3 separate regions of the Zea mays genome follow, and regions 1 and 2 are each linked to region 3. The links are chromatin contacts, called in public Hi-C maps. All regions are on one chromosome and are shown on one strand. Each heading gives the region's core, a stretch centred on a gene start, on an enhancer-like site or on the middle of the called end of the contact. The rest is flanking DNA. Distances are from core to core; before and after follow the strand shown. Region 1 holds the start of LOC100273108. Region 2 holds the start of LOC111589758. Region 3 holds the start of LOC103632724 (plant UBX domain-containing protein 2).

What was found. A called contact is a pair of places that touch in the nucleus more often than the background predicts.
Region 1: a Hi-C map of leaf shows a contact between it and region 3, with 6 times the contacts expected there. The contact joins the promoter of LOC100273108 here to the promoter of LOC103632724 in region 3. A contact is called at or near these places in 10 of 25 Hi-C or Micro-C datasets (bundle sheath, ear, endosperm and 3 more) and 2 of 3 datasets of contacts at active chromatin or transcription factors (leaf and seedling).
Region 2: a contact with region 3 is called in a Hi-C map of leaf, with 3 times the contacts expected there. The contact joins the promoter of LOC111589758 here to the promoter of LOC103632724 in region 3. A contact is called at or near these places in 3 of 25 Hi-C or Micro-C datasets (ear, leaf and tassel).

The regions. Positions count from the first base shown.
Region 1 is chr7:113,400,785-113,405,519 of Zm-B73-REFERENCE-NAM-5.0, reverse strand. It overlaps LOC100273108, which reads left to right and starts at 2,099. Exons shown (of 7, transcript NM_001147557.2): 1 at 2,099-2,494; 2 at 3,016-3,185; 3 at 3,286-3,512; 4 at 3,606-3,690; 5 at 3,773-4,130; 6 at 4,239-4,296; 7 at 4,436-4,735. The coding sequence starts at 2,377. The coding sequence ends at 4,634.
Region 2 is chr7:113,343,038-113,347,408 of Zm-B73-REFERENCE-NAM-5.0, reverse strand. It overlaps LOC111589758, which reads left to right and starts at 1,662. Exons shown (of 2, transcript XM_023300650.2): 1 at 1,662-1,876; 2 at 2,015-2,087. The coding sequence starts at 1,662. The coding sequence ends at 2,087. LOC103632720 (transcription factor MYB20) reads right to left here and starts at 3,253. Exons shown (of 5, transcript XM_008654463.3): 1 at 2,429-3,253; 2 at 2,255-2,338; 3 at 2,020-2,170; 4 at 1,337-1,881; 5 at 6-1,198. The coding sequence starts at 1,469. The coding sequence ends at 429.
Region 3 is chr7:113,583,982-113,588,901 of Zm-B73-REFERENCE-NAM-5.0, reverse strand. LOC103632724 (plant UBX domain-containing protein 2) reads left to right here and starts at 1,975. Exons shown (of 3, transcript XM_008654466.4): 1 at 1,975-2,980; 2 at 3,938-4,216. The coding sequence starts at 2,180.

The DNA.
Region 1 (4,735 bases), core at 850-3,349, 180 kb after region 3:
GAGTGTCGTTTTCTTCGCAACAGACCTAGATCTCACTTCCCAGGAGGGACTCCATCAGGGGGAGAGATCCTAGGGTGTGTCTTAGAGTCGATAAGCCACCCAAGATGCCTCTAGTCGACGTAGAGCCGAAGAGAGGTGAAGATTTGAGGTAGAAGAAGGCTAAATTAGGGCTACTCCTGATGCATAAGGTAAAGATGATAAGTAGAATTGATTGGATTGATTGTGTGAGGTTCAATCGACCGTGACCCTTCATTTATATAAAGGGGGAGGTCTAGACCCGTTACAAGTCGGTTCTCGAGTTAATCCATAAGTTTAACTAATAACAAATCTCATAAGAAATCTGGAACCCTAACTGATTCTGCGCACGCACGGACGGTTTGCGCCTCTACGACGGATAGTGCGGACCACGGACCGTCCGCCAGGCACATTTAGTGCTCAACACCTCTACATCATACACAGCGTACATATCTTGATGCCAACTTCGGCGCCACGTTAGAGCCATTGTGGTGTCTAAGCTATTTATGGTGTAATAACTCAACAATATGATCTATGTCGTTAAGTCGTATAACTTCGATGCCATAAGTGATAGTGTTGACTCTTAGGCTATCCTGAGTAGTAGTTTCGTGAGAATTTTCAAACATTAGTTAGATTGCCACGTCAGATTTTTGGATGACATAACACCATATTTATCTTGAAACGAATGGACATAGTTTCATCATCATGAAACAATATCAACTTATTTTGAAGTTATTGAAAAACACATGAAACCACCATTGAGAGCAATTTTTTTCATTTCATACATTTTTATTGGTCATTTCGATGCAACATTTAATTGACATTTTAGCATGTAAAATCATGAACTAAAACTTTTGCATGTTTTATTCTTTTTTCATCTCATTCTTGATGGTGCGCAATATTAAGAATAACACAATGAAACTCTTATTTGGAGTAGCCTTAGGCTATTCCTAACCCACTATTTCTTATCACGATATACAACTTGCCAAATCATATGTTGCTATACAAGATATAGTTGTCCTAATTATAATATCATCTGATGTTCAATAGTCTTACAGGATTATTAAATGTTAGATGTATACAAGAGTATGAATCGTGCCTGAGCGACATCTCTATTAAAATCTTTATTCTCTTTCCTCTTTACTCACATGTCACATCAGCTTTTCATTCTACCTGGCATATAGCCATATACTAAATGAGTAAGATACCATTAATCCAAACACATTAATAGTTGTATTAGAGATACGAAATTAAAATTAAGGGTATGTTTATATCTCTAGTGCTAAAGTTTAGCGGCTGCTAAAATTTAGCATGTGCTAAACATTAGCACTTGAGGACTGTTTGGATAAAGTGCTAAACTTTATCAACTGCGGCGGCCAATGGTGGGAGAGTGAAAGGGGTAATCCATGCAAAATAGGATTGGAGACTATTTTTAGCATAGTTTTATCATCTTTGGTTGAGCTAAAGTGCTAATATATGCTAAACTTTAGCACAACACTTTTTGTCACATGTTTGTTTCTTTAGCGTCTAAACTTCAGAAGAAAAAAATATAGTGCTAAAGTTTAACGAGAAAACAAACGGTCCTAAAACAAGGTTAAAATGTAAAAAGTTCGGTGGCCTCGTGAATCGTGGTCCGGAGCAGAACTCACGTGGGACCCGTTCCCCGCGCAGAGAATCCCGAGGCCCCACCGCGGGAGCCACTGGCCGCCCACCACGGTTCACCTCGTGCGCTCTCCTTCCCGGACACGTGTCGTCCTATCAACGACCCGCCCACCGCGTCTGAGCCACGCTGGACGCTCGGTCGCCGCACACTCTTCCACCGACATGCGGGGTTCCATTCCTCTCCGCCCAAAATGTCAGTGGCGTTCGACGTAACCAGGCAGAGTGCAGCAGGAAGGACGTTGTGTCGTACCACGTGGGGGACTCGACCGGGGGAACCGGTAAACGTGGCGCGGGCCCCGCCGAGAACGACGCGAGCGATCCGGTCACCGCGGCCCGGGCCCGCTGGCCCCTAGTCGCCACGCGAACCACTCCTTTATTTCTTTTGTTTCCTACTCCTATTTTTAATTATTTTTTTGTTTCCTAATGCCCTCGTTTTCAATTAAAAAGTGAAGCGCAAGCCATTAAACAAACACAAATAGCACACACGGGCACACGGCAGGCCTACAACTACAAGAGGAGAGGAGAAGAGAGAGGAGAATTTTCAATGCTGCCGCGCACCGTCATCACTAGCTAGTGGAGGGGCGGACGAGAAGGCGAGGAGCTGAGGGGAGAGAGGCTTCACAGAGCTTGCTTGAGCCTGGAGGGGGCTGCCGCTGTTTGTCTCTCCACTCCACCCACCAGCAGTTACCTCGGGAGGGCATGGCAAAATCTGGTGCCTCCTTTCCGGAGTCCAGTTGGATGGAGAGGGATTTCCTGGCCGCGATCGGCAAGGAGCAGCAGCACCCGCACAAGGAGGAGGCAGGCGCGGAGGAATCTGGTATGCTCCCGGCCTCCTTTCGCCGCCTGCCGCGCTGCGTTTCTTGATCTGTGCCCGCACCGAGCCGTGCCCTAGTTTCTTGCCGTGCTGGGGTTGGGTTCGCTCCATTCGGTGCGGCGAGATGCGGCATGGGTGCGCTGCGAAATTCAAGCGTCCCTTTCCTCTCTCTCTCTCTTTTCTCTGTGTGTGTTTTGTTGCTGATTACTTTATCTTCGCAACAAAGAGTGTGGGCTTGCTTGGCTGGCATGCCTGCCGAATTCCTTTTGACGGCCGGCCTGCCGTGTACGCTCGATTGTGGGGAGAGTTAATACGTGAAGAAAGCGACGATGTTTCCGGGAGAGGCTGGCCGAGCCTTTCGGACAGCCGCGCGTGTCGTTAGTTGATTTCGAGCTGCTAGTAGTCTGATCGCTCGTGTGGGATGGGGATGGTTAACGGATCCATCTCTGGGTTCTTGCTTTGCTGTGTGTATTTATGTGCCGGCGTCTGATTGTCAGAGGCATGTGTGCAATCTCTCTCCCCAGCTTACTTCGGCGGAGCAGGAGCAGCAGCAGCAGCCCCGGCAATGGACTGGTCCTTCGCTAGCAAGCCCGGCGCCGCCCCGGCGTTGATGTCGTTCCGGTCAGCTTCGTTCCCCCAGTTCTCCTCCTTCGACGGCGCCAAGAACCCGGCCCCTCGTATCCTCACGCACCAGGTTTGCGCGGCTGCCCTTCTTGGTTCTGGTCCATGTCAGCTTCCGAGTTTTTACTGATACATCTAGGTCCCTTTTCGGGCCTCTGATGATGCTTTTGCAGAGGTCGTTCGGCCCCGACAGCACGCACTACGCCGCCGCGCACCGCACGCAGCATGCGCTGAACGGGGCTAGAGTCACTCCGGTCTCGTCGCCGTTCAACCAGAACAGTCCGATGTTCAGGGTCCAGAGCTCGCCTAGCCTTCCGAACGGTACTGCGTTCAAGCAGCCGCCTTTTGCCATCAACAACAACGCTGCGGCCAGTTCTACTGTTGGTTTCTATGGAACAAGGTACTCCTGGTTTATCTGCTGTTACCACAGTGACTTATAAAAGTGGCTGTGGAATTAGTATCGACTGAAACATTGCTTGTTTTGCCTGTGAAGGGATGTGGTGAGGCCAAAGACAGCACAATTGACGATCTTCTATGCTGGTTCTGTCAACGTATTCGACAACGTCTCAGCTGAGAAGGTATAATTTCTCATGGCCTTTCCATTTTGATGCTAATTTGCTTTGCATTTAAGCTCCTTCATTGACATTTTCCGTTCCACAGGCTCAGGAGCTCATGCTCTTAGCCAGCAGAGGGTCTCTTCCAAGCTCAGCCCCCGTGGCCCGTAAGCCAGAAGCTCCTATTCTCGCTCCAGCAAAAGTCACAGCGCCTGAGGTTTTGCATGCAACACAGATGCTGTTTCAAAAACCACAACACGTTTCTCCACCTTCGTCTGCCATCTCCAAACCAATCCCTGGCATCTTGCAAGCTGCAAGTCTCCCCAGGAGCGCCTCGAGCTCTAACCTTGACTCCCCATTTCCAAAATCTTCAGTGCCATTTCCTGTTTCTCCTGTAAGTCAGGCTCCGAGAGCTCAGCCTGCAACCATTGCCGCTACAACTGCAGCAGCAATAATGCCTAGAGGTACCGTTGGCTGTTTATGGTTTGCATAGCACCAACTGGCTATCATTGGAGTATTCAGTAATTCTGGTTGCTCATTTGTTGTATTGAAATTGTCATTGTCTGTTGCAGCTGTCCCTCAAGCTAGAAAGGCGTCCCTTGCTCGATTCTTGGAGAAAAGAAAGGAAAGGTAGAATCCATATTCTTGCTCCCAATGTCCTAAAAACAGGGCATTGGTTTCCGAGTGCATCGCAGCACCTTAATTCCTTACGACATATTTGCATTTGCGTTCCAAAGCTGGTTCTGATCTGTGTATACTTCTCTTGCAGGGTGACAACTGCTGCACCTTACCCATCAGCCAAGAGCCCGATGGAGAGCAGTGACACGTTTGGCAGTGGGAGCGCCAACGACAAGTCATCATGCACAGACATTGCCCTCTCAAGCAACCATGAGGAGTCCCTATGTTTAGGGCAGCCCAGGAACATCAGCTTCATCCAAGAGTCCCCCAGTACAAAACTACAGATCTGATCTGAATATCTGATCATGCCCAATGTTCATAGATTTGTCCAGGCTGACTGATGCAAGGACCATACGATACTTTTGCATTCAGGCAAGGACTCGAGAGGAAG
Region 2 (4,371 bases), core at 413-2,912, 240 kb after region 3:
TCAAATTAAAGGGTAATATGAGAACCACCGGAACGCCTTGATTTCTAGTAGAAATTAGACATTCGGTACAAAGTGGCCTGGCTTTATTATTCCCATTTTCAACGTACGTAGAGGGGTCTTGCATTGTCCAATAAACAATCCACGGAAGGGTTCTCCAATGCCAAACAGCACTGGCAGATTGCTAACGAACATTTTTTTTTCTCTCCAACTGTTCCTTTGCAAGTTGTGGTCGGCCCGGCCAAAGGTTTTAGAAAACCAAGAAACCGGGCGTGCAACCACTTTCATCTCTTTCTCTTGCTTATTTTCAACGGCCGTGAGTGCTCTGGTCTGTGCAACGCGAACTGCTCGATCGTAGGCCGGGGATGACGTATTAATTAACTACATCTAATCTAATGACGATCGAGGAAGAAGTAGATCATCTCAGCGCCTCAGAACAGCTCGACCCTGCCGTCGTTGTTCCATGCCTCCAGCTGGTGATCGAACAGAGCGTTGTTCCTCTGGTAGGCGAGGAAGGGGTTGTCGTCCTCGAACTCCCACGGCGTCGTGGCCAGGCCGGGCACCACGTCGTCGTCCAGCCACATGGACTCAGGCCACTCCACCATCTGCAGCGGCCGCTCGCCGTCGGCGACGCTGCTTCCACCAGCTCCGCTCGACGACGGCGCTGTGACGACGGAGGCCGAGTGAGACGACCGGGACGCGGAGGAGGAGGAGGAGGGCGAAGAAGAGTCGTCGGGAGAATAAGCCGCGGGTGGGAAGTCGTCGATGTCGTCAAGGAGGTGCGCCAGCATCTCCTCCTCGTCGGTAAAGAACGGCGCCGTCTCGTGCCCGATAATCGGCGTAGCTGCTGCCATCATGACCGCGTCGGCCTTCTCCCCCTCCTCCTCGGGCGACCCGCCCGTGTCCTGCTCCTGCTGAGTCGGAGGAGGAGCTGCTGGCTGTGGGTGGAGGGGCTTGTGGGTGGCAGGGTCGATGCCCATCTTCCTCAGCTTCTTCTTGATGTGCGTGTTCCAGTGGTTCTTGATCTCGTTGTCCGTGCGTCCCGGCAGGTGCGACGCGATCTTGGACCACCGGTTGCCCAGCTGCGCGTGCAGGTCGATCACCGTCGTCTCCTCCTCCGACGACAGCAGCCCGCGCTTGAGGTCCGGGCGCAGGTAGTTGGTCCACCGAAGCCTGCAGCTCTTTCCGCACCGCAGTAGCCCTGCCCATTATACAGAGAGAGAGAAAGTGGGTTCATCGTCATGTCGTTGGCGTCTTAGCGTGCATGGAAGCCTAATAGTATGAGCCAAATTAATTAACACGATGGAAGCGGGATGGTCAGTCAGGCACGCTCACTCACCGGCAAGCTTGGGCACGGCGCGCCAGCAGCACTGGCCGTTGGTGAGGAGGAAGGTGACGAGCTTCTCGTCCTCCTCCGCCGACCACGGGCCCTTCTTCAGCCCCACCTTGTCGCAGCACGGTTGCCTCCCCATTGCTCAGTTGGTTTAGTTGTAAAGAAACGCTCAGAGAGAAGCAAGCAGATCGCCAAAGCTGGCCGTAGCTAGCTTTGCTTTGATGTGGCTAGGCAAGCTAACTTGGCGGTGCAGAGGGAAAGGCCATTGCCACCTTCCTTTATAAAGGACGAGGAAGGAGAAAGACGACGACGCCCGCGGCGAAATCAGGTAATGACTAGCGAGCTAGCAAGTGGATGCGGTCCTTTGTCCAGGACGGAATACGCGTGTCTCCTGGATGGCCGGCCCCACGGTGTAGGTCGTGTTGCGCTTGGCCTGGTTGCTTCGCTGCTCGCGGGTCCCTTTCGCTTGCTTTGCACGGGCTGCTACGTGAAGCGGCTTCCATTTGCGCTTTTGTTTACTAGAAAAAGAGGCGCGCTTCGCGGCGCCCTACCTACATTAGCCGAATGCATTAATAAACTTAATTTAGTGCGATTCAAAGTAGACACATAAAATAGACCGGTTTGGTATGAACAAATGGCAAAGTTCTTTAAAAAAATAGAAGTACAATGCAAATGAATGATAATTTTACCATGGGAAACTCAAGCATGCCAGACTAATCTAACTCAGCAAAGCACGTCACAGTTTGCTGCAATGTAGAGTAAGATGCTCAGCTGAATTCTAACGTTTCATTTTTAGTGGAGCACTTCTTCGAGCTTGAAATCCACGTATATCACGACGAGCTGCCGCACGACATAGAATTAATTAAATCTCAAAACCATCGAATCGCAAGGCAAAGGGAGTAGAATCTGTACTGAAGCAGGCACCTGCAGGCTGCAGCTACACGCCTGCAACTTCTTCTGGAACTGGATGTTCACCATTTGCGGCTGTACACTTGAGCCCCATCAGACCTGAAACCAAATCGTAGATTTTAAAAACTCTGACCTTCTAGCTTCAACTAATTCAACAAAGAATAAAAGCGATGAGCAATTGTCACTAACTGTCGGCAGGTGTCAAGGTTGTTGTCGTGCAGGGCCGTGACACCGTTGCCAGCCCTGTAGGAACTAACGCTCCACGCGGCCGTCTTCGCCATATCTCGCATGTCCGCATCCACAGTCAGCTTCGGGCTCCCCTTCAGTCGCCCAACGCCTGGTGCCCCCGCTGCTACTGGGGTCATCGGTCGCCGCCTCCTCCTCAGCGCCATATTCCATCGAACCAATGCAACGGGAGGAATTAGAGAAGCAGTGAAGCACACTCACCACGGCAAACTCAGAGTCTTGGACCGTCAGATAGGATAGGGCGAGAGACGGTGTGAAGGGAATCGGGACTGGGTGGCGCTTGACGGCTTGGAGCTGTGCCTGAAGAAGGCGAGAGCTGGGTGTACCTGGAAGAAGGCGACGCTGTGGAACAGGATCTGGGGAACATGGCGATGGCCTGCGCCACCTCGCCCGGGCTGGCCTCCTTGCGACGGCGGAGGCTGTGGCGGTGGGAGGAGCTCTAGGCGGGCCATGAAAGCGTCGTGGTCAGGGCGCGTATGGTGCCTCAATCGCCGCGCTGCCAGGAGGACGCCCGCGATGCTTAGGCCAAGCAGTACCAGAGGTTAGCGGCGGACCCTGAGGATGCCATGGTCGATGGGACGGGCTGGGCTCGTCTACTCCGCGCGGGCAAGGGGGGATTCGAGGGCTAGGCCGGGTTTTAGCACGATGCTTGGGGGTTTTGAGGTGAGTGTACATGTGCAGAGGAGGAGGATGGATGGCGGGGGCTGGAAGAGGAAGTCGAGGCGGCGTGAGAAGAGGCCGTGCGGTGGATGGATAATACCCAGGCGCTTGGTTTTCTCGCAGACCTAAAACTATGACCATGTCGGGCAGCACGCTGGACACCATCGAGCCATGCGACGTTGTCCTCGGTGAGGACGGTCACTGCTCATGACCATGCGGGGCACTGTCGAGCCGTGCGATGTTGTCCTCGGCGAGGACGGTCACTGCTCCCATCCCGCGTGTAGCTCGACCAAGAACAACGAACAAAGGCGTGGTTTCTCGCTGCATCATGGGGCCGAATGGAAAGTGCAGGCGAGACTGGAGGGATCCCGTCACGCGGCCGAAGCACGCTCGCTAGCGCGAAGCGCGGGCGTGCGCCCAAAAGGGGTCAAGTTTTAATAGAAAAGATTTGGTTGGACATAGTTTTCTAAGTTTTGTTTGTTGGATGGGGGCGAGATAATATATGTTAGTTTCAGTATATAAGGATATGTTTGGTTTAAGGTCAAAATATAATGAGTTGTGGTCATCCTTGATTTGGGGTAGGGTCATCTCTAATAGTCACCATTTTTTGTGGATGGAACTGACTTAGTTTTGTTTGGATGGTCACTGGTTGATGGAACCAACTCAGTTTTAGCTTCACGAATGTTGTTGTCTGTTCAGCAAATGGTGATCAACTATCACCTTTTCTGTTTGTGAATAATACAAGATGACCTAGTATTTCATGCAGAACACAATATTACAATATAGTAATAAAAAAATTGAGCATACACCATTACAAAACAACGTTTCAAAACAATATTTCAAAACAGTACTTCAATGTTTGAAGCAAGTCAGGTGGTAGGTCACCTAAACCAGTCTTCTCAATAGCCATTGCAAGCCTTTCAACACCATCTTTGAATGCTCGAATCAGCCCTGCCTCTTCATTACTAGTAACCTTTCCCTTCTTCCTAGATCTAGGAGCTGAGGATGAAGTCCCAATACCATCTGTAGGACTAGGAACAACATTACCATCTCCCTCATCAATCTCTGTTTCAGCCATACCGTTTCCATCTTCAGTCCCTATAGCTTCACTTGATCTTTTTGCATACTTTCATTTAGCCATATCGTTTCCAAAGATAGTGAACATTTCATTATAGTTCTCTAAAGGCTTGTTTAAAAACTTAGCATTAGATTTGTGATCTTACATA
Region 3 (4,920 bases), core at 726-3,225:
TGTATCTTGAAGTTTTTCCGTGTTTGAGTGCCCTTAATTAGTCTAGGTGTCACAGCATGGTTGATTGCAGTCTGATACAATACGATTTGTGGTAGTTTCATACTTTTGTACCATGGTTGGATTGGTACATGACAGTGTAGAGAATAATTTAGTTTTTGTTGTCAATGATTTGAGCTATCAGTTTGACTTCAGTGTTACTAAGATGTGCTGGACGGCTTGTCAAAATATTGCCAGTTGCCACATTGTTCTAGCATGGTGGCTTGACTCTATTTTTTTAAAAGCCTTGTGCTAATTGCTGAACTATGATAGTAAGGTTGTACTGCTGCTTTGTTCAGGATCATTAAAGCATACATGTTATTTTGGTAGGAGAGGTTTGTATGTATCTGTTGGAAAATGAACTAGAACTCTAGTAGTATAGTTATCACTTATCACTTATTTTTTTTTACCTATAGTTCATCCTAAATAGTCAGCATTGCGTCAATTTGGATTGTCTGGGTGTGCTTACAATTGTTATTTTAAGCATGTGTTCAATGGATATGTGATATGATTGTTTGGCAAGTGCCTTTACTATCACAACTTCAGAAGAACATGTTTAATGGAAATAGAATTTTATTTCCACTGTCTTTGAACCGGAAGCTAACCATTTGTCAGAATTAACCCGTTAGTTATAATGCTTGCGATAGCTTGTTTCTTTTGGACAGCTGTAGTATTAGAGATATATTATCTGAAACATTTTTCACACGGATACAATATTGTGTTTTTTCAGGTTTGAGTGTCTTTTTTTGACAAGGGTTTTGAGCATGGCCGGCCCTGAGAATTTGGAGGCCCTGGACGGGACAAAAATAGGGGCCCATTGACAATAAACATAACAAGATTATACACAATTGCAACTATAATACTGACAAAATTATAACACGGAGGTCATTTAAAAGTTTCTTCTAACATTCCTAGATGCAAAGTCAGTGATGATAGAGTCAGTATCAATACCATCCAACAGGTGCTTCTCAATGCAAAAGGTTGCCAAAGACCAAACCATTTAATATTTCTTAGTACATTAGTGACCTCAAATAGTTATTCAATAGCTTCAACTTAGAAAAGTTTTTTTTAGCTTATGCGGCAGTCAAGGCGTAGTCAATAGGATTCAAAGAAGCAATAAAAACATTAGGATGATGTCCTTAAAGTCAAATCGAATTTGATACAATCAGAAACACAAGAACATTCTATTAGGATTTAGGGACTAGTTTGGAGTTCCATTCTTTACAACTGAAGCGCGACGATAGGCCTAGGGTGGGCGGCGATCGGTTTGCTTATCCGAGTGTTTGCGGGGCAGAGGGAGCAATTGATGTGTGGAGGGCGAGGGCCAACAATTCGTGACTCGGGAGCGGTCACTGGCCGTCTGCCGCATGTGCGTGCGAACTACTCGCCTGGAGGCATAGAAACGTTGAGCGGTCAAGGAGAAGGCACTAGAGCATGAGTGATTGATTGCATACCTGATTAATAGATTTTTGGGCCAAACTATAGACTAATATATATGACATATAGTAGGTTGTATGTAGATGCCCTCTGATTTTTGGAGGCCTGGTGCAGCAGCACCACTCGCACCTACTCAGGGTCGGGCCTGGTTTTGAGCGTCCTAGCTGACTAATGTATGATGATACCACCCTGCACGTGTCCTAAACATGACGTAGGGACAACCTTGTATGTGAACAGTGCAGTATATAATACAAAACAATGTTTTGAGACATAACTGCTGAACACGGTTTTAGGTGTGAAACTGTGAATGGCATTGCTGCTTCTGTTCAGTGGCATGCCGCCATGGCTTCCGAATCCCGACGCGTGAGAAACGCTAGAGGCCCATTTTGGTTCCCATGCCACTACCGGGCTTTGACAGTGCACCAGCCCGTGCAGTCGAGCAAGGTATTGCGGCCCGCCATACAGTCAGGTCAGGAGAGAAGATGCCTTCGAAGCTACTCCATGAGTACAACCGCACAAACAAACGATTCCACAAGCTGCTTCTCCACTGCTGCTGCTCTCGCCTTTATTGCTACTTCGTTCTTCCTCGTTTGCTTCGTCCCCGCGGCGACAACATCCACCACCAAGTCGTCCACTCCGCGTGAACGCATCCACGCTCCAATCTCATCTGTTCGCGGCCGCCTACGCTTCCTCCGCCTCCAGCGCCATGATGAAGGACAAGATGAAGGGTTTCATGAAGAAGATCACCTCCTCCGGCTCTGGGACCCCGTCCTCATTCAAGGGCACCTCCCACGTCCTCGGCTCCGGCCCCTCCCCCTCCTCCTCCTCCTCCCACCCCGCTTCCCGCCCCTCAGACCCTAGCGCAAACCCCAAGCCTGCCCCTAAGCGGCCCTCGCCACCTCCCCCGCCCACTTCAACCACCGATTTCACCCCGTACACGCCCCTCGTCTCCTCCTCCTCCTCCTCCTCCCGCCGCTCCGTCGCGAATGGCACCGCGGCCGCCGCCACTATCGCGTGCCCCAGCTGCGAAGACGCGTTCCCTTCCGAGCTTGCCGTCACCGAGCACCTCGACGGCTGCCTCGCGTCCGCGGGGGGCGCCCGCGCGCGCGCCGCCGCGTACCTCGCTGCCGACCCACCCCCGCCGCCCGCTGCCGTTGAAGTGGTCAAACGCCTGCTGGGCAACCTGCTCCGGGAGCCCAGCAACGACAAGTTCAGGCGGGTGAGGCTGGGCAACCCGCGGATCAAGGAGGCCGTGGCGGACAGAGAAGGCGGCGCGGAGCTCCTGGAGGCCGTCGGGTTCAGGGTCGGGGATGAGGGCGGGGAGCCCTTCGCCGTGATGGACGAAGTGCCCAGCGACGCCAGGCTCAACGGTATCAGGAGGGCCCTCCTCCTGCTCGAGGGGGCACACTCCTCTGCGGCTCCAGGGAAGGTGGAGGCTGAGGCCAAGGAGAGTTGCAGCAATGTGCCTGATGTGCTGCAGGACGGTGCTATGACAATTGATCGGCAGGTAAGAAGAGGGTTCCGTTGATAATAAGGCCTTTAATTGGTTGGCTAACACAAAGCTTTCATTACCATCAATCAGCACAGTATGGTTGGTTGATTTACTTATGTCATGCCATTTTTACATGAACTGCCAATTTTATGCTTGTTTCGTTGCGCTGTTAGCTAGCTTCATTAGGACTTAGGAAATAATAGTCAGTTATAACATATTTCACCTTTTGAACTATTATCTCAAAAAATTTGCTGTTAGCATAAACATAGAAGTGTAGAACAGTGCAAGATTGTAAAGGCATGTACCTGGAAGATCGTATGTCTTACCAAATGTGTAACCATTTCTTGAGGTATTAGTGGGACAATAACTATAAATTAAGGGATATCAGAAAAAGATCCCTGCTGTACAGCGCAGAGGGATCAATTCCCTTGTTGTGCTGGTGGCATGGTGGTTGTGGAAACAACGGAATGAATGTGCGTTCGAGGGGGCTACTCCTCGCAGCAGTCAGACTATTCAAAACATCAAAGACGACACTCATCGGTGGTGTCTGGCAGGCGCGGGAGGTCTGCGCACATTTTGGACTTAGTTTTTGGCGGCTCCTAGTCGTTTTTTTCTAGATGGATCATTTTGTGTATTTTCGTTTTTGGCCACCGTAAGGTGGTTTTTCTTTGGATGTTTAGATCTATTTTAGACCTTTTTCTGTCCTCTTAATATATTTAATGCGCAGTTCTCCTGCGCGTTTTAGAAAAAAAAAGAAATACACAGACAGGACTGACTAATACATATGGCCTCCTTTTAGTTTTCTGATATTCATGTTTACAATGTCATTGATCATTTCTGATATTTATTTTGGTACATTGTATGATATGTTTATGTTGTTGCTTGCTGTCCTGCCATGAACTATCTTCAAAATGCAAATAAGATATTAAACTGAACTCCAAAAGATTACAGTATGCATTGTCAAATTTACAGATTCGAGTATTTGTCTCTGTTCCCGGGAGTTCTGTGCCACAAAATGATGTACCAGATTCCTTTTACAAGCTTAGTGGTGAGGAGATAAGGAATGAAGCAAAGATGAGGAGGGAAAGGTTAGAACAATCTAGGTTGCTGATACCAAAGTCTTACAAGGAGAAGCACGCATTGGCTGCTCGACAGAAGTATAAACAAGCAGTCATACGAGTTCAGTTTCCAGATAGAATGATTCTTCAGGGCATATTCCTACCAGGGGAGGCCACCGGTTCGCTGTATGAGGTACCATGCTTGTTTCTTCCAAAATTTGTCGTGCTTTTCGGTAGCATTATTTTCTTGATTCAGAATATGCTGATGTTCCATTCTTGGTGGCATTTGAATATACTTCATTTTCTGGTATCCATATTGTTTTGATATAGACTTTGTTGATATTATATTCTTGGTGACAATTACATTATTTAACTGACAATTTTCACTCTTTACACACTCAGTACTGCAACGGAGATAAATTAATAAAGAGCTAAGTCAGCTATAGATTATTTGAAATAAATTACTTATGAGAGAAACTTAAAACTAAAGAGTGCTCGAAAGAAGTTGGAAAACATAACTGCTAGTTGTAGCAGTAACAGCAAGTTCTATTCAGTGTTGGTATCTAAACGCATGGCTGGTTCTGGGTAATCTTATGATCGAACAACTTGTGCTCGAATATAGAACTATTTTAATCCTATCAAGTGGGTTCAGGTTGATCAGATTTTTAACACTAGCACAACATGTCTGTCCTTATGAACAGACAGAGAGCCATACCACGAGCTCAGTCATTATCAATCAATAGGAAAAACCGCAAAAGGTTCCACTGTATGGTATTAGCATTCAATCATTATCAAAACAAGAGGCTCAGAATAAAGAAGTATTTTTAGTATAATAAGAAAAAAAACAATGAATCAGTATACTCCGAACCACTCAACATGTTTTCTGAAGGACAAAAT